2 separate regions of the Rattus norvegicus genome follow, and region 1 is linked to region 2. Evidence: chromatin contacts called from public Hi-C data. All regions are on one chromosome and are shown on one strand. The core of a region is the stretch at or near the end of the contact, and the rest is flanking DNA. Distances in the headings are between cores, read along the strand shown.

Evidence for each region. Hi-C and Micro-C count contacts between places; a contact is called where the count stands out from the background.
Region 1: a contact with region 2 is called in a Hi-C map of psoas muscle, with 4 times the contacts expected there. The contact joins the promoter of Tfap2e here to the promoter of C5h1orf216 in region 2. A contact is called at or near these places in 10 of 12 Hi-C or Micro-C datasets (the A7r5 cell line, Schwann cells, frontal cortex and 6 more) and 1 of 1 datasets of contacts at active chromatin or transcription factors (oligodendrocytes).

Annotation. Positions count from the first base shown.
Region 1 is chr5:144,312,064-144,316,003 of GRCr8, reverse strand. It overlaps Tfap2e (transcription factor AP-2 epsilon), which reads left to right and starts at 1,386. Exons shown (of 7, transcript NM_001191764.1): 1 at 1,386-1,412; 2 at 1,718-2,200; 3 at 2,739-2,790. The coding sequence starts at 1,386.
Region 2 is chr5:144,183,758-144,188,072 of GRCr8, reverse strand. It overlaps C5h1orf216 (similar to human chromosome 1 open reading frame 216), which reads right to left and starts at 2,992. Exons shown (of 2, transcript NM_001107981.3): 1 at 2,821-2,992; 2 at 1-740. The coding sequence starts at 735. The coding sequence ends at 55.

The sequences.
Region 1 (3,940 bases), core at 137-2,636, 130 kb before region 2:
GTCGCAGAGAGACAGCACCTACCATGGTGACACACGAATACATAGACTGTGCACAAGTGTCACAACACATCCCTTCCACCCTGTGTCGGCTACACACCAACCATTTCTGTGTCACAGGTTAGTCACAGCCAGCCCAGTCTCCTGTGGCTTCAGAAACATTTTGGCCTCTTCTTAGGTGCAAATCATGCCACACTCGGACTCTCTCTGTCCTCAACATCCAAGGATCCTTGCTTGGCATTGAGGGTTACCAGCTCAGAAAGTCTGAGAGAAGCAGGCATCTTCAGAGTGGTTTTTGGTCCAAAACTATGAAGGAGAGACTGCTAACCTCTCTCTCTCTCTCTCTCTCTCTCTCTCTCTCTCTCTCTCTCTCTCTCTCTCCCCCTCTCTCTCTCTCTCTCTCACACACACACACACACACACACACACACACACACACACACACTGACAAGTGTGCACATGAGCTGAAGGGTTTGAATTTGCCACTCACCAGTGTCTTCCTCATTCACCCTTGGGTGGTCAAAGAAAAGGCCATCTAACAGGGAAGAAAGCTGATACCAGAAATAAGGAATGCTTTGCTCAAACTCAAAGGTGAACGCGTGCATTTAAGCATTCATTTAAAAAGATTTCAACGGTAGTGGCGAGATCGTTTATTAATTCACTGGGGTTAATTGGGTTAATTCACTGGCCACCAAGCCTCAGGACCTGAGTTCGAACCTTAGGGACCCACAGGATGGAAGAAAATAACTGACACCTGCAAGTTGTCCTCTGACCTACACACTAGCATCTGGCACACGCGTGCCCCCCCACCCCTCCACTAAATAAATTAATGTAATAAGCAAATGTAAATAGAAAATGTACAGGCCCGAGCGGAACACAGACCCCCTGAGCTGCATTCCAGCCTTGAATCCCATTTGACCACAGCTGCAAGCTTGCAGACCAGAAGGAGCTCATATCAGCAGGGCTCGAATTCATTCACTCCTCACCCCACCGGTTCCCACCAGAGCCACGCCTCCCTTTCGACAGCCAAGGGAAAAGGCTGAGATAGGCCATAGCTTGTCTCTTTAATGCGCGCCCCCAGAGGCCCGGCGCGCCCCCGCCACTATAACTAGACTGCATGGAGCGGGCTGAGCTCAGAGGGCGGGCGCTGGGCACCCGTTGCCCTACTTTTTTCAAGGGCCATCAGCTCCCTCCAGCCCATCTCCATGGACGCACCCGCGGGCGTCCCCCGCTGAGGACCCCACACCCTCTGGACTCCCCGCAGACTTACCCCCAGCTGCCAGGCGGTGATCCCCGCGGGCTGTGAGGGCTCCCCGCTCCAGTTCTCCCCTGGCCGTCGGACGAGGGCTGTGTCTCCGCCACGCCTCACGCCCCACACTACCCGCCCCATGTTGGTGCACACATACTCCGCCATGGTGAGTAATCTCGGGTCCCGGGCACACTGGGCAGAGGGCATCGAGGAGCCTGGCTGCTGGATCTTCCAAACCTCCTGCCCCCTGCGCCAACGAAATCGCGAAGGTAGGGGACCGCAGGGCTTCTCGGCAGCCAGGACTTGGTGGCGGAGACCCGTGGTTGGTCTCCAGCCTGGGGCCGCTGTGCCCGCGGGGCACTCGCCGGTGGACAGCTGCAGGACACCCGCGAGCTGGAGGGGACCTCGCGGGCTGGCTGGTGACTTTTCGGCTCCTCATGGGTCCCCTAACGCACGCCTCCTCTTCTGCAGGAGCGCCCCGACGGGCTGTGCGCAGCGGCTGGCGGGACCCGCCTGTCGTCTCTGCCCCAGGCGGCCTACGGGCCCGCGCCGCCACTGTGTCACACTCCCGCCGCCTCTGCCACCACGGACTATCACCCTCCCTACTTCCCGCCACCCTACCCGCAGGCGCAGCTGCCCTACGGCCAGGGCCCGGACGCCGCCGCCGCCTTTCCGCACCTGGCCCCGGACCCCTACGGCGGCCTAGCGCCCCTGGCCCAGCCACAGCCCCCGCAGGCCGCCTGGGCCGCACCCCGCGCGGCCGCCCGGGCCCACGACGAGCCGCCGGGCTTGCTGGCGCCGCCCGCCCGCGCTCTGGGTCTCGACCCGCGCCGAGACTACGCCGCCGCAGTGCCCCGGCTCCTGCACAGCCTGGCCGACGGCGCGCACGGCCTGGCAGATGCTCCCCTTGGTCTCCCCGGGCTGGCGGCGCCGCCCGGTCTGGAGGAACTGCAGGTGAGTCCAGAGTGAGCCACGGTGGATCCGAATGGGCAGGGATTTAGCATCCTGGCTGGAAGCAAAAAAGTAACAAAAGCAGGAGCCCGACTGTTCTCCAAGGCGCAACTTTCCATCTCTGCCTCCGACAGGGAGTCCTCGGTTAGATGCTGTCTAGCCAAAAGGTGGCTTCGATCTGAGTGTTTGCCGTGCCTGAGTGGCAGCGACCCTCGTGGAATCACTTCTTTCTCTCCTCACTGTGGGCTTGAACCACAGTGGGTATCCATACTCAGTCCCAGTCCGCCGGGACAATCCGGGCAGGGGTTAGGAGAGGCGCAGGAGTTGTCTATCCGCAGGAGTTGGTAATCGTCCAGGCTGGGCTGCTGCTTGGACGCAGATGGTGCTGAGCCCAGGCGATTCCCGATTACGCCTGTCCCCGGTAGCCGCCTCAGGCAGCCGGTGGTACTCATAGGTCGGAGCAGACATAGACTAGGGACAGCCGGACGACTAGGCGACTAGGTCCATCCGGGCCCTCACTGCCATCCTCTTCTATTTGCAGGCGATAGATGACCCTGGAATGAGCCTCCTGGACCAATCCGTGATCAAGAAAGGTAAGGAATGGTGTGCAACTTCCAGGGCAGAGCCAGGCGTGACGGTGCAGGCCCTGGGCGCTCAGACCCATTTTCTTTCATCATGGCTGTTGTTTCCTGTGCGTCGCCAGGCTGTGTGGTCAACGGAACGTCCTTCCTTGCCCAGGAGAGGGGCAGTGGCGCTTGGCTGGATGATTTTTGCTCAGGAGTTCGCTGCCTGAGGTGGGCTCGCACTAACTAGGCTACAACTGCTTGGCCTCCCCTCACGGAAGGAAGGGCGTTCTGGTGGATCTGGAGTTGATTTGCAGAACGAGTTAAACCACTTCCCTGTTTCCTAAGAAATGGGAAGGGGAGCTCTGTTACCACAGATTTTGTTCAATGGCTTCCACTTTATTGAGCTTTTAACGTTTTTTGGAGCCTGGCAAATGCTTTCTGTTCCTTTCTTCCCAGCAGAACCTGGGGGGTGGGGGTGGGGCAGCACGCCTTCCATCTCCCCTCACCTCCCAGGGCAGATTTTCTTTCAGCCGAAGCCTACTAAAGCATAAGTGCTGACTAGCTTGTGACTGGCTGTGTGCTCCTAGTCAGGTCTTTTGCCTCCAAGAGTGTCTGTGTCTCTGAGCTCAGGGTCCTGTGCAGACTATATGTTCCTCTTCTTCTAGGCAGAGATGTTTCTTGGTGTGTGTTCGCTGCTGTGACTTTATTTGTGATTTGTATCTGTGCCTGTTGGGATATAGTTTCTGTTTTGGGGTTTCTCTGTATACCTAACGTGTGTCCTGGAATTTGACGTTTGGTATTTGCGGTGTTCTAAGAATGTGAGGGCCTCTTGCTGGTGGTTTGCTGTTGCTGCTGCTGCTGCTGCTGTTGTTATTATTGTTGTTTGCCTCCAGATCTGTTTGTCTTTTGAATTGGTAAAAGGCAGGAGTGAGGGGTTGGGGATTTAGCTCAGTGGTAGAGCACTTGCCTAGCAAGCGCAAGGCCCTGGGTTCGGTCCCCAGCTCCGAAGGGGAAAGAAAAAAAAAAAAAAAGGCAGGAGTGAGAGACACCCCTTGAGCAGAGTTTTGGGCCTGAAGACCAAGTTCTAACCATGCCTAGGAAAGGTAAGACAGAGGCGAATTAGACAGCATCAGAGACCCAGACCTTGGGCACGCTTTTTAGATTTGGGGTGGGTGCC
Region 2 (4,315 bases), core at 1,743-4,242:
ATACTTACTTGTGCATAACCACACAGAAGCCTGCCAACATACTTGTGCCCACCCTCAGCCCTGGTCCTGGTGCCTGCAAGGTCCTTCCCTGTGTTGCAGACAGCGGATAAGTTCCTTCCGGTTGTCTAGGATGGTGTCAAAGCTCTCCTGCAGTCGGGCCTGCTGGTCAACCAACTGGTGCTGTAGAGCCCGGATCCACTGGAGCAGCGCCAAGCGACGGTACATCACCAAATGCACATGGTGTTTCTCCTTCTCCTGTTCCTTGTAGCGCTCCTGAGCCTGCAGCTGCTGCACGGCCTGGGCCACAGAGGGCAGAAGGGGATCCAGGGGGCTTGGACCTCGAGGGGTGCTACAGCCAGCTTCTGCACTGCTGCTAAAGCTGCTGATGCTCAAGGAACTGCTGGCATAGCCGATGTCCTCCAGAGGAGAGCAGACGCTGCTGGCATCACTCGACTTCTCTGGCTCAGCACCAGGGATCTCTGCACCCTCCGGGGGACTGCGGACTCCGGCCTCAGGGAGCCCAGTGGCTTGGAAGACCCGGTTATCAGAGGGCGACTCAGAGGAGCTTCTTATCAGAATAGGATCCACACCATGCCAGTTCTTATTAGCATCCTTAGCGCTCTCCACGAAGTTGGAATTACTGTCTGGTTGGAGGTCCGGGTGACATACTCCAGGAGGCAGGCTCCCCAGGTACTGGGCCCCCTCTGCTAGTCCTGGCTGGATAGCAGCAAACATCTGGACTGTGAAGGAGAAGCAGAAGAATGAGTCACAGCAGGAGAGGATGGAATGACAACCTTGAGCCCAGTAACCTCCTCGTGGCTTTCACAGAGCGGGGTTTCCCTTTAAGGCTGCCCATCTCGTCATTCTACAAACTTCTCCCCAGGTCACTTCATCCTGTTACAGCTTCGAGAACCATCATGTGTAAGCAACTCTCAGATCCGTGTCCAGCCCAGATTCAACCCCTACTCAACCTTGTGACCTACCGCCGGTTCTTCAAATTCTACACATCCAGACAGCTCTCCTTGCAGCGTCCTCTGGCAGGACACTCTGCTGAGTCTAGCCACCCAGATGCCTAGGAGGACCTGGACTACTCACCCTCCTCCCATGGCCACCTCACTGTCCACATCTTGTCAAACTCTCCTTTAGCTCTGGTCATTTTGACCCAAGTGATTGTCACAGCCATTCCACTGACCCTCCTCCAACTAAAAATACAAACTTGGGTTGGAGAGAAGGCTCAGCAGTTAAATGGACTGGCTGCTCTTCCAGAGGATCTATGTCCCATTCCTAGCACCCAAGTCAGGTGGTTCACAACTGCCTGTATGGCTAGCTTCATCCCAACCTCGTCTTCTGGCCAATTTGTTCACCCACATGCACGTGTGCATACACAGATATGCTAATGTTTTTTAAAAAGACGTTCAGCTAAATAACAAATTATACTTTCAAAAGGAACATATGTCTACATGTATGTAGATGTATAGATATGGACAGATATATTCCATAAGAGAACCACATTTCCATGACGATTTATAACAGTAGCAAAATTACAGTTACTAAGTAGGAACAGAAGCTGGGCGGTGGTGATGTACGCCTTTAATCCCAGTGCTTGAGCCCAGAGGCAAGTGGATCTCATGAGTTCTACCACCAGGCTGGTCTACAGAGAGAGCGAGTTCCAGGACAGCCAGAGCTACAGAGAGAAACCCTGTCCGGAAAAACAAAAACAAACACAAACAAACAAAAAGGAAGTAGCAACAAGTTACTACTTGGGGGTCACCACAGTATGAGGAGCTGTCTTAAAGGGTCGCAGTGTTAGGAAGGTTGAGAACCTCTGCTCTAGAGCAAACCCAGCCAGCCATAGCAGGTATCAGTAATTACCTGCAGAGAGTGACTAAGGGGCTACCGTGGGGCTCCTGTTCTTAGGAAGACAGTAATAATGCCAGAAGGCGGCTACAGCAGAGACCCAGGGCTTGAAGCGCTGGTCTCTTTCTCCTCCTCCACACTAAGGAACCCCTGTCTCCTGAACCCACAATGACAAGCCTCTCTTGCAAGTCTGTCCCTTCCCCTCTAGTGCTCCTGGTACATGTTCATGGGACTCAGTTTGCTCCATGCTGATTTTCTCCCTCTCTCTCTTCCCTAATAATCGCTTTTGAGTATGAACTGACAAGACGTTCCATTGACCACACGTCTATGACCAGAAGGAAGAACTGAGGCCTCATGAGTGAAACATACCATTAAGTCAATCAAGCAGCCACTAGGAAGGTTCCCCTATAGGTGGCAGGGAGCCTCCCCACACCCAGCAATAGGCAGAAGTCATGGAGACTGAGGTTGGGACAGATGTTTCCACCCCTTTGGCTTGTAAGAAAAGGCCTGAAGACACCCCCAATCCCCCCCCGCCCCATACACACATACATACTCTATTTTAAAAATTTCCTAGGGGCTGGGGATTTAGCTCAGTGGTAGAGCGCTTACCTAGGAAGCGCAAGGCCCTGGGTTCGGTCCCCAGCTCCGAAAAAAAGAATAAAAAAAAAAAATTTCCTAAATTTGGCCAGGCTTACAAAGAAAGTTGGGGTGGGGTGGGGTGACAGTGGGGTTAAGCATCCAGGCTCAAAAAGTCAGTGAAATGAATCCAGACATCCCAAGATCAGGATCCCCCTCTCCTCCCAGCTAATCTATAGTGTAGGGGTAAGGGAGGGGACTGTAGCACGGGGATTGGCAGCCTCACAGGGGACAGAGAGCACAGTGACCCTGATCTCTGCAGAGGCAGCTCCCCAATCCACCCTCAGGCGGCTGGGCCCCAAGCACTCCATCAGGGCCCGGACTCACGGCCTAGAGGCGCCCGCTCCTGCGGGGTTTGCTATGGTTCCTCGGGGCCTGCTCGCTGTAGAGGCTGGGGGTGGGTCCTGGACCTGCGCGTGCACGCGCGGTGGCGCGGCTGCCTGGTCCTGGCACAGCCGTCCCAGCCCCAGCCCGGACTGCGGAGTCCAGCGGCGTCTGCGCGGCTGGGCGGGGCGGCCTGACTCACGTGGGCCGGTTCGGTTCTCCGCGCAGGAACTGCCTCCTCCCGCGGCTTGACCCGAGAGCCTTCTAGGTCCGGTGTCATCTCCTAACCACTCTGGCTAGGCGCCACCGATCCATCGTTTTTCCTGCTGTAGACATAGCGACGAAATAACTCCTTCCTGGGTTTCTCAGTGGCTAGGAAATTGGCGAGGCCGCGGTGCACGTCCCATCCTGCTGCAGCACTCGCTGCGGTCCTTTCCCTGCTCCAGCTCGTCACGTTTTCTGCTGAACTGTTCATCCCCATTTACTTTTAGGATCCTTGCTGACTCCTAGACCTGTTTTGTTTGTTTGTTTTTAAGTCCCTTCACTGTACTATACCTATTTGATGAAACGCACTTAGTGACAGCTATGCGGATGTTATTGTTTTGTTTGTTGTTTTGAGACAGAGTCTCATTATGAAACCCTGGCTGTCCTGGAAAGCACTACGTAGAACAAGTTGGCCTCCAACGCACAGTGAGATCCGCCTGCCTCTGCCTCCCAAGGGCTGGGATTAAAGGCGCGCTCCATCACCTGCAGCCAGTTTTAAAGATTTTATTTTTTATTTATGTATATGTGTTAGTGTCTCTGTGTGTGCGTGTGTAACTAAGAATGGAATCCCACTCCAGGTAAGTCACAGTTCTTCCTTTAGACAGGAGGATTTCAGACTATGGCTGCAGTATCACATTTCCTGACACCTGGAAGAAGCCTGTGTAATAGGGGAAAATGTGCGGCGCTGGAGCGGACACCCAGGAACGGAGACGAAGACACATGGCTGGCTAATGCCCCAGCCTCTGCTTCCTGAGTTTCTAGTTTTGATGCCTTCCCATGAAGTTCATATCTTGCCATATCCAACCCGAGTGGAATTTATCAAACTGGTAATCAAAAGATTCTTGAATTAATACACTAAACGTGATGAGGTAACCCTAGATTCTGATCATTCCCTGTTACTGTGTAGCCATTTACTCTGAACTGAAGCATTAGAGGGAGGGTTGTGAGATCCAGAAGATTCCCGAGGGCCCTCTTCAAGGTAGTGAGTGACCTAAGGGGTTGCTGGGGCAACAGAGACTCTTCAGTGGAGCTGCCTGCAAGTTGTGCTGGAAGCTCCAGGGATGCAGACTTTGTGAGTGGTCACTTAGCTGGATTCCGGTTTTCAGTGACCTAGCTGCCTTTGAGCTTTTGATGGCCCTGTGAGTGAATCCTGACTGATAACCAACCCTGGTCGACTCATCGGTTCACCAAGGAGACTTTGATGGGACTGTTCCTTCAGTCTGACCTCACTGCC